Regions from separate parts of the Oryzias latipes genome. Here region 1 is linked to region 2. Evidence: chromatin contacts called from public Hi-C data. All regions are on one chromosome and are shown on one strand. The core of a region is the stretch at or near the end of the contact, and the rest is flanking DNA. Distances in the headings are between cores, read along the strand shown. Region 1 holds the start of slc24a5 (sodium/potassium/calcium exchanger 5). Region 2 holds the start of LOC101172800 (nicotinamide riboside kinase 2).

Region 1 (7,741 bases), core at 5,235-7,734, 130 kb before region 2:
TCATGCCAGTCACGTGACAGCATCCCTGACCCAGGGTTACAGAAATGCCCATACGGGTGGATGGTCACCCTGGTTTCTAATTTGATTCCAAAAGGCCTGTGAGCATTCATAGCCACCGGCCAATCATCAAACATCGAGCCGGGGCCCCATGATTTAGCAGGTGTTTGACATTGGTAACCCATTCGCCAGCCCCTGCACCCACAACCCATCTCAGATGTTAACCAGGCTTCTCCTCTGATCCAGATGCTTTGTGGGCCAGAGAAGCCCTTGATCAGTCCCAGGACAACCCAAAGTGCTTGAACATGTCCTGGCTTGAAGGTTTCTTCATCTTCATCTCTGCCATCATCAATCTATTAAGAGCTAATTGGACTATTAAATGCAGCGACAGAGGCACATGGTATACCAACCTAAGGAAGGGTATTCAAGCTGATACAGAGGCAAACCTTCAAAGATTGAAATAACTGCGCGGCTGTCCACCCACTGATGTCTAATCTCATGGTAAAACCGGATATGACTGATGCCTGCCAATGGCGTGACAGGAGGATTTAGTTCAACAGATGTCTGTGAGATTGCTCAAGATATTTTTTTAACTCTTATTGCAAAATTAAAAAGAAAAGTAAAATGCGTCAAACATGTTTGGATGACTAAACTTTGGACTTCAACCAGAGCAACTGCTTATATGATCACATTTATTTTTAAGGCTTTAAAGACATTTTTGAGACAATGAAGGATGAGCCCAAAGTTCTCAAAAATGATAATTAGAAAAAAAAATGTTTTCAACATTTTATTTTGAAAAGCACATGACAAATCCTGGGTTTTTTTCTTTTTTGCAACAGAGCTGCATAGCTTTGCTTGCCTGGTCAAGCCCCCCAACTTATGATGATTATGTAGCTCAGGTTCAATGGAATTGGCTTCCATCTGGATGGAGGTAACTACAGCTTAACCTCCCCCTCAAGTGCCTGAGGGAATATCTCGGAGAATAAGGAGAGACACACTCACAAGCACATCCCTCTGTCCCTAAAACACACTCTGACCATCACGCATGTCCCAAAGTTTGCCTCATTTTGAGGGATTTATTATATTCTAACAAACATCAATGTGATTTAATACAGAGAGTGACGTATAGTGTTTTTTTTTACAGTCCAATTTAAAGACTCCTGGAATCTGTGAAAAAGATGTGGAAATGATTTCACATTTAAAAATATATTTTAGGTACCATAATCAACATATATTCTTCGTATCCCCAACAGCAAACAAAGAAACAAAAATAATAATAATGTTTTTTTTTATACATTTCTTTCTAAGGGACACCTAAATCTATAGATTTAAATGAATTCAACCACAACACAGTTCAGAGGTAGACCACTAAATGAACTACATTTCAAATAATTCCGAAGCCACAACATGGAAGACAGGCTCATTTAAAACAATTAGAGCTTAATTGAGAATGGAAATGCAGATAAACATTTAAAGTCTTACTTTTTACTATCAAAAATAGCTCTGATCTAAGCATATCAAATTTACAAAGAAGGAAAACATTCAGTTCAAAGTTGTGCTAACATTCATCTTCCTGGTGTTTCACTCCCAGTTCACAGAAAGGGCCACACTTTTAATGTTTTTTTGTTTTAAAAATGTCCTTTAAATACCCTGAGTCCTCCAGGTCATTTTGTTTGCATGGTTTTTACTGCAGTTCCTGTTAAGGGTGTGTTCATTGCAGTGTTTTGTTTTTTTCAAATCCAGTCTGACAACTTCACAATCACCTGGTAAAAGCGGGAAACAAACCTCACCACAGTCTGAAACCAGGAAGCAGAAAGACAGAATCAGCAAAAATGATCATGGGTTTTGTGAAAGGCGTCTGAGATTCAGAGAGAAATTTGGCCACAATTTTAAATTAAAGTCCTGCTCTAGCACTAGCACTCCAAATGAGTATTGGCTGTTTTGCCAATGCAAAATAGAAATGTGACAAAGAGTCACTCCACCCCTCTTTAGTGTTGACATCAAAATCACAACCAGCTGAAGCGCGCTTCACCAGAACATCACTTCCTTATTTTCCAGGAAATACTCCGAACTTTTCAGATCAGATCCATTAAATAAAGTTTTTTGAATCTTGTTTTAAATCAATGTCAGCATAAGACATGTTAATTATTTCATTGAAACATTGTAGATCCGTTTAACTTGTTGGTTTTAATGAATGTAAGAGCAATATCTGAGAAAAACAAGAAATTTAACTGAGTTCCTGGGTTGTTGTCATTCTTTAGCTGTCGTTCACCCCCTTGCGGCTTCCGAGTCTTGCTCAAAGGCAACGTTGTCATAGTAATGCTGATTCTGGCCCGGGTTGGGGCTGCCTGGGTCATTCAGAGGGACTTCATACAGTCTCTCCGCTCCTGCCACTGTGATCACAGCGACATCTGGTGGTGGTACTATAGACACAGTCTCCTTGGCCTCATCCTCAACCCCCAGGGCCTTCAGGATGTCGCTCTTGCACATGGGGCAGGTTCTCCTGTCGAGCAGCCACGGCTCGATGCAGGCTTTGTGGAAGATGTGGTCACACGTGAGGACGGTCACCACATCGCCTTGCTTGTAGGATTCGATGCAAACAGCGCACAGGTGGGAGTCGGAGGTGATCTCCTCGTCCCCTCGCCTCAGCGTGCGGACCTGGAGGCGCCCGATGGCTTTTTTGGCCTCGTTTTTCATTTTCCTCTCGGTGCGCCTCTGCCGGTTCATGTTGTAGAGGCGATTTGCTGAGATGAACACAAAGTAGGCGATCGAGGCCGCGGTGACGATGAAGAAGGCGATGGACAGGAAATACAGCCAGTATGTGTCCATCCAGGGCCCGTGGGGGCTGCCCACTTCGATCAGCAGCTGAACTTCTGTCCCGTTTTGCACCAGCCGGACAATCTCCGACCCTTGAATGTTGCCAACCATGATAGCCACGATCCCATCGGCTTCTGCGTGTGCCATGTGAGTGGTGCTGTTTCCACTGCCTTCCACGTTATACACCACCACAGCAGCTGCTCCTTGCCGCTTGGCAGCGTTGATCTTTTCACTGAAGGTGCAATTTCCCCGCTTCACCAGGGCGATCCATGGGGGTGAGCTGAAGTTGCGGTCGTAGACGGGATCTGAGCCACAGCCTTTAGGGTCTCCTCTTGGAAGCACGACAATCCCGGAGGCTTTGTCCACCACAGAGTTGCGACCGAAAACACCACACTCGCAGTACTTGTCTACAGTCTCGTTGTTGTTAGCGTAGCTCATTTCCACCACTGCTGTCCAAAACACTAAGGAAGTGGAGCGGCAAACAAGCGCCGACAAACACAGCAAAAGCAGCTGACGGTGAAGTGTCTTCTTACCCATGGCAACGCTCTTCTTCAAACAACAAAGCAAGTCTTTTTTACTCCTTTAAAAGTCCTTTTTCTCAGTCCCAATTCCTGTGTTGTTTCCACTCACAGCGAGGTGAACGCAGCTTTGGTTTCACCCAACCTGCTCTCTGCTGTAATATGATCCTTTGGTAACACAACACGAGCTATGCGTCAGCCTCTCACCTCTCGTTATCTTCCTGAACCTTGAACGCTGAGCGCTTGGCGGAGGGCAGGGTGCTGCTATTCAACAAGTTGAAATGCGCAAAACACACACACCTGCTGTTTTAAGAGGCAAGGAGCAACATTCTAGAAAAGAAAGGGATGATAAGCAGACGATAAGGTGGATTTTATAGTTCCAATAACGCAGAGAAACTCCAGAAAGACTACTAAACACCGCCTGACTGGCTTTTGTAATGATGAGGTGAGACGCACAGCCAGTTTTTCTAGCTCTACTTGTTTCTTCCCCTTTTTCTGAGATGACGATCATTGCTATGTAAAGTGACCCAACAAGTCAAACTGCACAACCCTCCAGCTGTTTACTAGCAACAAATAAAACGTGCCTAAAATTTGGAATTCTCTAGAATTAAACCCTCAAAAGGACAAATCATTGTTTATATACACAAAAAGTTATGCAAAGCACACTTTGATAAGGATTTTGAAATTCTATTCCAAAGGCCCAGACACAAATGAGAAGAGGAAATGGAAGAAGGGATTGTCAAGTTTCCACTGTGTCTTTTTTTACACACAAAAACGAAAGCATGTACACAAGCAGGCTTTAGGTGCAAATAGAAGCTCTGCTGTCCGTTTGGTCCTGTCCATTGATTTTCATACACTGACTAAAATATTAAAACACAAGAGACATTTGTGTGTATTTGTCAAGCTTTTGAGCACATCGCGGTTGATCAAGGGAACAAAGGTGCTTCTATGAGCCTGCATTCCTGAAATAACATCCTGCACAAAGTCAAGTGCAAGACAAACATTCAAAATCCAATTTTGTTTAAAAAAAACAGACATTTATTTCCTCTAATTACTTAAAATCAACATTTAATGCGATTTATTTTAAAAACAATTTTGTTCAAATCATAATTTGTGATTGCTGGTACGATTCATTGATCCGATTCACTGCCCTAAAATGGATCTAGGACTTCAACCAGTGTGACTCAGAGATAAATTCCTGGTACTGAACAGTGCAAGTGAAGTTTTCCAGATTCCTTGAATTTCTTGCAAAATAATCAAGTGTAAATTAAAAATGTGTACAAACAAACAAGTAAACAAGAATGAATGACAAATGTATTCACTTTTTAGTTTCCTATGTTCAGCCCACTGTTGTTTTTCCAGATCAAAATAATCCAAAGGGAACATTATTAGAACATTCTACCTCACTGTATGGTCACATGTTTGCTAAATTCAGTGTTTACACACATTAGACTGGAATTATGACTTAATAATTTCAGTCACGTGTGTTTTTTCTACTGTGATACACTTTGTCGTTTCCATTTAATGGTAAAATAAACCTATTGTGGCTCAATCCAAATGATATTTTCCAAAATTGTTATAACTGATTTATTTCATTTTGAATCATTGTTAGAACGGTATAACTTGCCTCAGACAAATTGATCCTGTTGGATCATAAGAATATATAGATTTATCAATTAAGTTAATTAAATGTTACACCCTTAATATAATTACAAGCAAAATACACTTCAGGTTTGAACCACAATAATCAAAACAAAAGTTTTATATGTGCATTATATGTGCAGTTTTTAACATTTGAAATAAACACAAACAAAATAAGAATAAATGTACGTATTTTCATTAATAGTGTACGTTTTTGTTACTTTAAAAAGTCTAGATAAAATGTAATATGTATTAAGTACCGGTATTTTAACTTTTTTGTATTAAAAATGTTGACTCGTGTGCAAATCTGAAAACAGGACTTGCAATAACACACTCAGAACATAAGAGGGCGCCATTACTGCACTTAGGTTTTAGGAGCTCCTGACTAAAAATAAATAAATAAATAAATGCGCTGCCTGCACTCACGAATATTATCCCGTAAAGGGCATAAGACGCATGTACACGCTCACGCTCAAAACTTGTCTCTAAACGAGGAGTTGAGGGTTAACAAAAACCTTCATTAATAGACTATTTAAAGACATTTTGCTTGCTCATTTTTGGTAAACTCAACGTCACTTGGAGCAGTTCTTAAAAAAACAAGCAAAGCCACTCACCACAGAGTAATGCAGGTTTCTGTGCTTTTATTTTCATGCTGAGCGTCCTCCAGATGACTAGACAGAGAGCATCAGCCTTTAAAAGTGGGAGCGCCTGCTGGAAACATGCCCCAACAAGCCCAACACCACAAACGCACTGCTGTGGCGATCCCGCTGCGCCAAAGTAACGTTTGTCTGCTAGGAATTATGTCCGAATTCCCTCACTAGTGCACTAAATAGTACGCTCGCTATTTTTTAGTCCAGTATGTCATAAAAAAATTGAGTGCCCTAGAAATGCCCAATAACTCAGCTAAAAACCAGTGAGCACTAATGCTTAATAAATGCAGACCACAATGCATTGCGTTTGAACATTTTTTGTGGAAAAAATGTATTTTTATGTTGTTGTTTTTTTGTTTTTTTTAATAAATAAATTATTCAGGTTTTCATCATCAGAATACACTATGTCTGAATTCCCTCCCTATTTCCAAAAATACTGAAAAATCTATATAGTACAGACTATTTAGGGACCTGGGTTTTAAAAATAATTTTGATATCTTGTTTGCTATTTTTTTTAAATGGTGCATCTGATGTCACCATTTCCCAAAGTAAAAACTTAGTCAAGACTCTCTATGAATCCACTGTGTTCTGATTATGAAAACATGGATGATTTATTTGAAAAAATCTGGGGGAAAAAACAAAACAAAGTTAAATCAATTTTTAACAAAAATGGTTCAAACGCAATATATTGTGGTCTAATTGATGATGTCATATTTGCCGTTTAAAAAACAAAGTAGTGAGCATGGTGTCCTAATTGCTTTCAAAACCCAGGACACTTTACTCCTGCACTAAATAGTTTTTAGTAGTAAGGAAGTAGGGAGGGAATTTGGATATAAGCTATGTCTTTGGTCCATTGTCTATGCCTACTGAACAAGTTTGTGTTTAATTGATTGATGTGTCACTCTGACTCTCCCCTAATGCTGCTTTTTCCACACAATTCAATCATGTTTTAATGTGCTTGCAGCCATCAGGACAATATGCTATATTTCCACCCCCCTTGTTGACATTAGCCGGCATAACATTATTAGAAAAGCTTTTGCTTCAGGCTTTCAATGAGTACAAATCCTTCCCCAATGAAGAAATAAAACCCATTTCCTCCTGTGGTGGAGCTGTGTTAAAGTGCGATTATGATAAAGAACAGTTCTGATGCGCCTCAGGCTGGAGTTTGTTCAAGTGAAGTGGAATGACTCACAACTCGTGATCCCCCCCTTCTTTCTTAGGAGCTCCAAAGCTTAAAAGATGTTTTCACCCCCCAATAATCTCCCTTTGCAGCTTTTAGTCGTAGTGTAGTGCTGCAGCTGCATGTAGTGCTTATCCAGCCCACATGCATACCGTCTTTGCAAACTAATTACGCTAAATTGATTAATAATTTTTCCTAAAACGTCTCGAATTTTAAACATTTCATACTTTTCAGATTAATATGAGTCAGGCTGCAATCTTGAGGAAAAAGACAAGAAAGGATTTTATACCATATTTCTTGGGGTTTGTCATTTTTTTGTATGGCACCTTTCATCTTATTTCGTTTACAGCAAAAACAGCTGAGTTTGCTCCCACTGTGAGGGTGCGCCGGGCCCTGGGTAAGTGCACATCCATGGAGAAGTGCAGGAAAAGAACCCAGCTTTTATGATTATGTTTGCGGACATAGGATGAAAAACAAACTGCTTTAACCTGTTATTTTGTTGTTTTCTTTTCACTAAGGTCTGACTTTCACATTATGGAGCATCACATTGCTAATAATCTGCCCAACGTGTCCATAAGCAAACACTGTATTAAACTTTTGGCTATAACTTGATTTAATGATTTAAAATAGGACTTTTTCAATTTTGGTAGTTTGGTTGCTGGGAAATAACGTCAATACCAACATGACCACATGTCGGTTTAGTTTTCACCTTTTTTCAAAAAAATACCATCCACTATAAATCTTTGTTTTTTACTTTATATTATAGCGTAAAATACATGTTAAGTAAACTCTGAGAAAACTGCAATTCAACAGAGTGTTAGACGTAAGAATGAGAGAAATGCTAGGACCTCAAACTTAACCAATAAGCTCAGACAGCTTTAACCTTCTCAGCAAATCTGAAAGTACAGATCAGCAAGCAAACCAGCCTGTAATTGATT
Region 2 (7,652 bases), core at 4,438-6,937:
TAAATTGATGGCCAGTGATGCCCCAAAACATTTGGATAGTGACAAGCTAGCTTATTATATTTAGACTTTAAATAATGTATGCATGTGTGTGTGTGTGTGGGGGGGGGGGGGGGGCTGGGTTGCCAACTCCTCTGTAAGAAAAGTAGCTATTTGCTGACCTGAGAGTCGCTAGAAGTAGCTAAAGTTGTCATCGCATAAGTGCATATTTTTTGCACGGAGCTTTTCAGGGAAAAATTGTAAGATGAACAAATAAGCCAAAAGAACAGACATGCGCGCAGAAGGAAATCAATGCCTTGACCTCAAGCCCCATGAAGATCAAGGTGACGAGCACTCCTAAGGCAAGCTGATACAACTGGATGAATGTTTTTCCAACCTCCTCTGTCTTCATTCCTCTCTGCAGATCACTGACCCTCTGAAAGGAAGGATTCTGTGTGGATTGGGGGCTGCATCCAGATTTCTCTGTCCACCATCCAGCATTTCAGCAAGCAGAGATGTGACAATGGTGGACCCTCCATTGTACACTAGAAGCACTCCTAAGTCTCCAACCTGCACCAAGCACTTGGTGATTCTGGTTAAGAACAACATTTAACATTTATGCTTCCCTTCAGCTAAAATTCACATAAAGTCTGCAGAAAATAAAGTTTTCAAAAAGATTGAAATTTCCTTAAACAGACCTCAGTGTTTATTCTACATTCATTTAGGAATGACAGGCCGCTATTCTCAAATCCTTGCTGCTGCTCCTTGAAGTTTCTCTTTTCATCCATCCAGCCATCTTCTTCCGCTCTGCAGATCGCGGGGGCAGCAGTCTTCCTCTCCCCCTTCACTCAGTCCAGCTCCTGGATCTTGAGATGTTCACAGGCCAGCCGGGAGACATAGTCTCTCCAGCGTGTCCAGGGTCTTCCTCAAGGCTTCCACCCAGTGGGACATGCCTGAAACACCTCCCCAGGGAGGCGACCATGAGGCATCCGGACCAGATGCCCTAGCCACCTCAGCTGGTTCCTATCAATGTGGAGGAGCAGCGGCTTTACTGCATGTTCTCTCCAAGCTTCTCCCCCTATCTCTAAGGGAGCATCCAGCCGCCCTAAGGAGGAAGCTAATTGTATTCTGGACCTTGTTCTTTCAGGTCTTGACTCAGAGCTAATGACCAAAGATGAGTATTGAAAAAAACGTAAATTAAGAGCTATTTTTTCTGACTCAGCATTCTTTTCACCACAACCGAACGTACAGCGATGGAATAACAGCTGAAGCTGGGCCACAAATAGATTATTCATAGAATCAAAATTACTCAAAATTTACAATCTAGTAGAGTATTGTACTGCTCAAATAATATTCAAGGCCAAAAACAATTTATTACCGACGAATATCCAAAGGTTATTTATCACAAGAGAGGAAAAATACAATTTTAGGGAAAAAGATAAATTTGTCATACATAAAGCACGTACAAATAAAAAGAGATTCTGTGTTTCAATTTGTGGAGTGAAGTTGTGGAACAGAACCAGTAAATGCTTGAAACAATGTCCAAACATAAAATAATTTAAATATAGATAAAAATACAGAATGTCAGCATTTATAAATCTGCATACTTTGACAATACGTTTTGTTATTCGTTTGCATGTTGTTTGGAAATGAAAATTACATGTATATATGTACATATACACTTGGGTAGGGCCCTGGACTTTGATGGTGGGAAAGTAAGGGCTTAAGGTAAAGGGGGGTGAGAGTTTATAAGATTTTTCTTCTTCTCACTCCCTTTTGGACTGGTGTTTATATAATTTTGTTTTGTTTTGTTTTATATAATTTACTTGTCTTTTTCCTGTTTTTTTTTTTTTGTTTTTTTGCAAGTTTTGTCTCGTTTTTGTCTTCTTTTGTTATTTTACACTTGTTTCACTAGTCCAAAATAAAAATAAAAATAAATAAATAAAAACATCCGCCTGTCAATGTCATGCGCCGACCTGACTTCACTGGTGAACAAGATCCCAAGATACTTAAACTCCTTCACCCGGGGCAGGAGCGCTCCACCCACCCAGAGAGGCCAAACTTTTTGAACTGCCATTTTAACATTGATTTTTTTGATTTATTGATTCATTTCAAGCATTTTAGTCAAAGCAACAAAGAATTTACACATATTTATCAAACTCATTACAGAAAAGTCACTTAGATCACATTTGCTTAATTAAATATAGAGATAATTAACTAAAGTTAAGTAGAGTTTGATTTATTGCTTGAAAAAGGAGCGGGAAGAAGCGAACTTATATAACACCACCCCTACACATGGTGGAGAAGTTTGAGAACTTGAGGGATCCCAGGAGCTAAGCTGTCTGGGGGTTTTGCCCCTGGTAGGGTCTCCCATGGCATAGAGGTCCAGGGTGACGAGCCATACAAATAGCGGCTCAGAAGAACCCTCTTCCTGAGAAGTACAAACAAAAATTAGGCTAAGCCCATCTCTGGAGCCAGGCCTGGGGTTAGGGCTTGCAGGCAAGCGCCTAGTGACCTTGCCTCTTCCAACAGGCAAGTCTAGCCCAAAGAAATGACGTTGGATAACTTTTCCGCCTGCAGGAGAGCTCATAACTGGCCGATGCAATGTGGTTTTGGTAGCAGTCATAGGCTGGTGCCTCGGCGGCCCAAACCACGGTCATGGAAATTCTCCTTTTAATCATCTAAAATACTCCATCATGCAGTTCTAGTTTTCTGAGTGGGTGGTCAGACTGACCAGAATAGAGTTAATCTTAAGACCTTTTTTCATTTTATTTTGTGCATTTTTCAGATCTCATGCTCCATTTCAGAATAGAATATTGCATAAAATATAATAGATCTTTATTTGACAGACATTGTCAAATGTACAATGAAATTAAAAGTGGTTCTTGGACCGTGGAACTCGTACGATAAACAACTCAAGGTATAAACTTAAGACTAAAACTAATAAATTATACATGAAAAACAATGAAAAAGGGCATGATCCATTAACTAAAAACAGGAAAATAATATGAATTTGTTGCTAAATAAAAGTGCATTCATCTTTTAAAAAAACAGGATTCCCAATGAATGTGTTAAAATTGTTAAAACCAGAAAATATATATAAGAAAATATCCAATGTTGCTGCATTGTGCTTGTACTTCTGTGCTTCAATACCCCCCCAAAAAAACACACAATGTCATGTCTCAGCACTACTCAACCCACACGTGACAGCTCTGTGCATGCCAGGTATTTGGATCAATTAAACAACCTAAGACTCTCCCTTAAAAAGAAATAGACATATTTCTTTAATGATAAACATAAAGTCAAAATTCTGAGGTAAATATTCTGAATTTTAAATTCCTGTTTTTTTTCCGTGGCTCCCATTTTTTCTCTGAGCTACTTGAAAATGTTCATGGGGAAAAAGGGACACTTGGATAGCCAGCAGATGGCAGTCAGATGTTGGAAGATTTTCTGCCAACATGGGAACCGTTTGGGCAATAATATTCCAATAGACAGTCATGGGATTTGGGAATATTGTACAACAATATGTAAACATGCCTTAAAATGCTGGGTATAGTAATTAATTGAGGTGTCTAGGGGGTGGGGGGGATCATTTATAAGCCTTATACATCTTCTCACTTCCCTTTTGATTTTTCTTGCATTTTATTTTCCTTTCATATTTTTCTTTATAAGTATATATCTGAAATAAAATATCATCATCATCATCCAAATGAATAATGTTTGATCTAGCATGAAAATATCCTAAAAGTGCAAATGGACTGAGTTTGAGTAAAAGTTGTTTGGGGATTTGACTACTGGTACATCTTACATAACTGATTATGTTCAGGATGCTGTCATGTCTGACCAAAACCGATGCTGTTTGAACTTGTTTAGTATTTCTGAGCCTGCAGTAAACTGAGCCATGACGTTCAACTTGAAATGGTTCTTGAAAATCATCATTTTACGTCAGGGGAGAAGTGGGCTGTTTCAGACAATCCTTGCATTTTGGACATGCCCCAATCTTCTTGGAAATTAACATTTATACATGCATTTGTAATCTGGTCAGATATATTATTATATGTGATGTGGTGAGGGACAGAGTGAAGCATTTGCTCTGAAAGAATAAAACTGATTAATTTTGATTTTTTTTTTTGTTTCACAGTTCTTGAAACACAGCTATTTTAAGAAACATAAGTAATGTTTTTATACATATGTGGACCATGTGTTTTTTAAATATTCATCAAAAATTTGGAACAGCATTTGTCAATGTACATTTGAAAGCACATTTTGTCACAGGCTTTGTTAGAGTTAAAAAAATAAATCATTTTATTCTGCTATGGTTTCCAAACTGCAGATAGAGTCAAAGCAGTAACAAAAATCTCACAAGCTGAACTGAGTCCCAGACTTAGCAACTCCATCTTCATAGTTGAGGTTGTTGAGGGTGTAAACCACAGCTTGAGTAGTATTCCTGTGTACTCTCAGGAAACAGGGCTGGTTGGGAAAATCCTTTGCAAAGGAGGAAGGTCAGCTGTGGTCTGCTGAAATAAACACTTAAGTAAAGAAAATGTGTTCAGGGGAGTTAGCTGTTTCCTTTCTAATCTAAAATGCAATGTTTACACCTGCACTCAGTACAAACTGATGTGCTGTGTGAGTAAAAAAATGTATTATCACTAGAATTATGACAGCAGAAAAATCAATAATTGGGCTTCAGGGGTGTAGAACTGTCTTGCAGATAATCTGTTCCTAAGATCCTGTCTCAGCCGATTACATGTTCAGCAAAAACCAATGACGTATAAAGACGTCATGTGAATGACACCGAGTTTTTTTGCTTTATCTACATCTTGTTGCTATAGCATATTTGAATATTTTCTGTAAAGCTGATAAATTTTCCAGTCATTAACAATCCTTCTCTCAGCTTTAACAAAAGTTAATACAATGAAAGCGTTGACACTATGTGACATAAACACAAATTAGTGTAAATATTGATAGTATGAAAACATAAAAAGTTTGAAAAAACATTTAATTTTTTTTATAACTTTGTTTTTATTAATTGAAAAGAAATTAAAAATCAGTCCCTTTTTTGGCACAGAAATATCTGAATATTTTTCCCAAAAAAAATTAATTTAGGTGTCGATGGAGAAAACGGAATATTAAACTTTAAATTGTGTTTAGGGGAATGTTTTTTCTGTAAAGAAAACACAAAAACGTGTAGTCTAAAACAAACTTTAGAATTCACTTTAACCTTTCGGTTCTTAGAAATTTGATGTCACATTTGAATGTGATGACACTCATTTAACCATGGTGGTGCAATGAGACAGCATGAGTTAAAGGGCGAGAGTTCATATGACTCCCAGCTGATAGTACTAATGTCACAGTGTGCAGTAGATGAATGAAAAATGTTCAAAAGCATCCTGATCCCTTCATCTCTGGTTGATGCATGTGATGCATGAAATGTGCACGTTACTAAGATTTTGATTTGGGGTTTATCCAGCTAGCATTAGCTATCATTTAAAGGTTTACTTAAAGAAAATAAACACAATTAAGTACTTTTTCTGTATAAATGGATACTTAGGCAGGCTTTATTTTTATTTGATGATTTCTAGAGTCTAACATCAGCATTGCTTCATGGTTTGTGGTGAGGAGAGAGGGGCGGGGAGACTGCGGTGACTCTTGCGTCTGATTGGTCGGCTCCAGGGTTTTACGTAGACGGAGTTGTTTAAATAGCCAATCACGGAGCTGTTTTTAGTATGTGTAGAAGCGTCGCTGCAGCGAAGTTCTCTCTCGGTGGAAGACCGCGGTCGAGCGTCTGCCCGTGTCTGCTCTTACCTTACTCACTCAAGTGCCATGGAGGAATCGAATAGTTGACGTTTCCTGCAGCAACCTTCTCTTTTTAAGCTTTCTTCCCGTCTGGTCATTGTGCTCCCTCATCAGGTTCATCATCGTTTTTGAAAACTCCACAACTTTAATTGAAAGAAAAACCATGAAGTACATCATCGGCATCGGCGGGTGAGTTCAGCCTCAGTTCACGTTTGCTAGGCTAATTTAGCCGGCTAACCGGGTTGGGTGAGGCCCACGAGCGCGGTGCACGTGCCAAAGGCGGTCAAATTTGTCGTCGTCTATTCTGCATTATTATTACACGTTTGTATATGTATATGTGATTCTTTTCCCCCCAAAATATACATATGTGATGTTTTATACCTCCCAATTTGGCATCTTGGGGGTAATAGAAAAAATAAGCATTTTAAATTACGGAAGTACTTTGCGTTTAAATAAAAAACGAAAGTCTTTTAATATCTAAAAAACAAAAAGAGTAAAATGGCTTTAACTTCAAAATAATTGCTGTAACTGACTTATTTAATAAAACTCATACCATGTAATGTTTATTAAACATTTCTTATAACAGGGACATGCTGGTCCACCTTAAATTTCACTAGTCACTTCAATTTATTGGTCTACATTGCTCTGTGTAGGTTTGCTTTTGTTCGCCATTCAGTTCTATTGTTTTGTTCTGTGCAGCGTAACCAATGGAGGGAAAACCACCCTCACCAACCGGCTGATAAAGACCCTTCCCAACTGCTGTGTTGTGCATCAAGATGACTTCTTCAAGGTGAGCGCACACTCATCTCTGTGACACCTTCAGATGCAGTAGAGCTTACCCAACAAGACAATGTTAACACTTATTACATGAGTAAAAACATCACATAGTGTGTGTGATAACATACAGCAGAGAGTAGGCCTAGTGGAATGTACCTGGGTACATCTCTTCGATGTATGTTTCAGCCCCAAGATCAGATTGAAGTTGGTGAAGATGGCTTTAAGCAGTACGATGGTAAGCCCGGGTTTCTGTGAAGGGTTTTGTGGGCGTTTGTGTGTTTGTTCAAGCTTGCAGTGTTACGGCACTTGTAATCTGCATGCGTTGAAGACACAATTGAACTTTTTAGTCATATTTTTTCACTCATCGTTGCTTTCTTTTATGCCTCCTCTCTCTTTCTCCTACCTGTTTTTTTTTTTTTTTTTTTCACCCCCCGCCTTTACAGTCATCACTGCTTTGGACATGGACGCCATGATGAGTACGATCTACGCATGGCTGGAGAACCCGGTGAAGTTTGAGAAGTCTCACGGCGTGAATAACAACCTCGATGATGAGATTATCCAGAAGTCTGACAACAAGGAGGATGAGGAGAACCACATCCTTATTGTGGAAGGATTCCTGTTGTACACCTATGGGTAAGAATAGCTTCCTATAAGGTCACTTTTATTTACTTATTAAATAAGAAACACTCATCTGCATGTGCCTCTATAGACCTTTGATCGACGTGCTGAACCAACGCTACTTTATTTCCATCCCGTACGAAGAATGCAAAAAGAGGAGGTGGTACGTGCCCCCCCCCCCCCTCTCTACTCTTGTTTGGTGCTATCTACTCTGTCATAGCCTTTTCATGGTAAATGGTTTTTCTCTCCCTGCAGCTCCAGGAATTATACAGTGCCTGACCCCCCCGGCCTGTTTGATGGCCACGTGTGGCCCATGTATTTGAAACACACCAAAATCATGGAGGAGACATGTGTTGATGTTTGTAAGTGGCAATTTTTTCAGCTAATTTTCCCCTTTGTACACACTTTTTGATGACTTTGCAAGTGGTTTAAATGCTTCCATGGGTTGCTATTACAGTGCAGCTTGATGGAACCTGGTCAAAGGA

Evidence for each region. Hi-C and Micro-C count contacts between places; a contact is called where the count stands out from the background.
Region 1: a contact with region 2 is called in a Hi-C map of embryo, with 2.4 times the contacts expected there. The contact joins the promoter of slc24a5 here to the promoter of LOC101172800 in region 2. A contact is called at or near these places in 4 of 5 Hi-C or Micro-C datasets (embryo and fibroblasts).

What each region holds. Positions count from the first base shown.
Region 1 is chr3:13,074,443-13,082,183 of ASM223467v1, reverse strand. It overlaps slc24a5 (sodium/potassium/calcium exchanger 5), which reads left to right and starts at 6,484. Exons shown (of 9, transcript XM_011488381.3): 1 at 6,484-7,200. The coding sequence starts at 7,044. It overlaps LOC101174167 (E3 ubiquitin-protein ligase RNF128), which reads right to left and starts at 3,876. Exons shown (of 1, transcript XM_004066905.4): 1 at 1,044-3,876. The coding sequence starts at 3,351. The coding sequence ends at 2,266.
Region 2 is chr3:12,938,836-12,946,487 of ASM223467v1, reverse strand. LOC101172800 (nicotinamide riboside kinase 2) reads left to right here and starts at 5,687. Exons shown (of 7, transcript XM_023953163.1): 1 at 5,687-5,961; 2 at 6,472-6,562; 3 at 6,993-7,182; 4 at 7,259-7,330; 5 at 7,423-7,529; 6 at 7,625-7,652. The coding sequence starts at 7,010.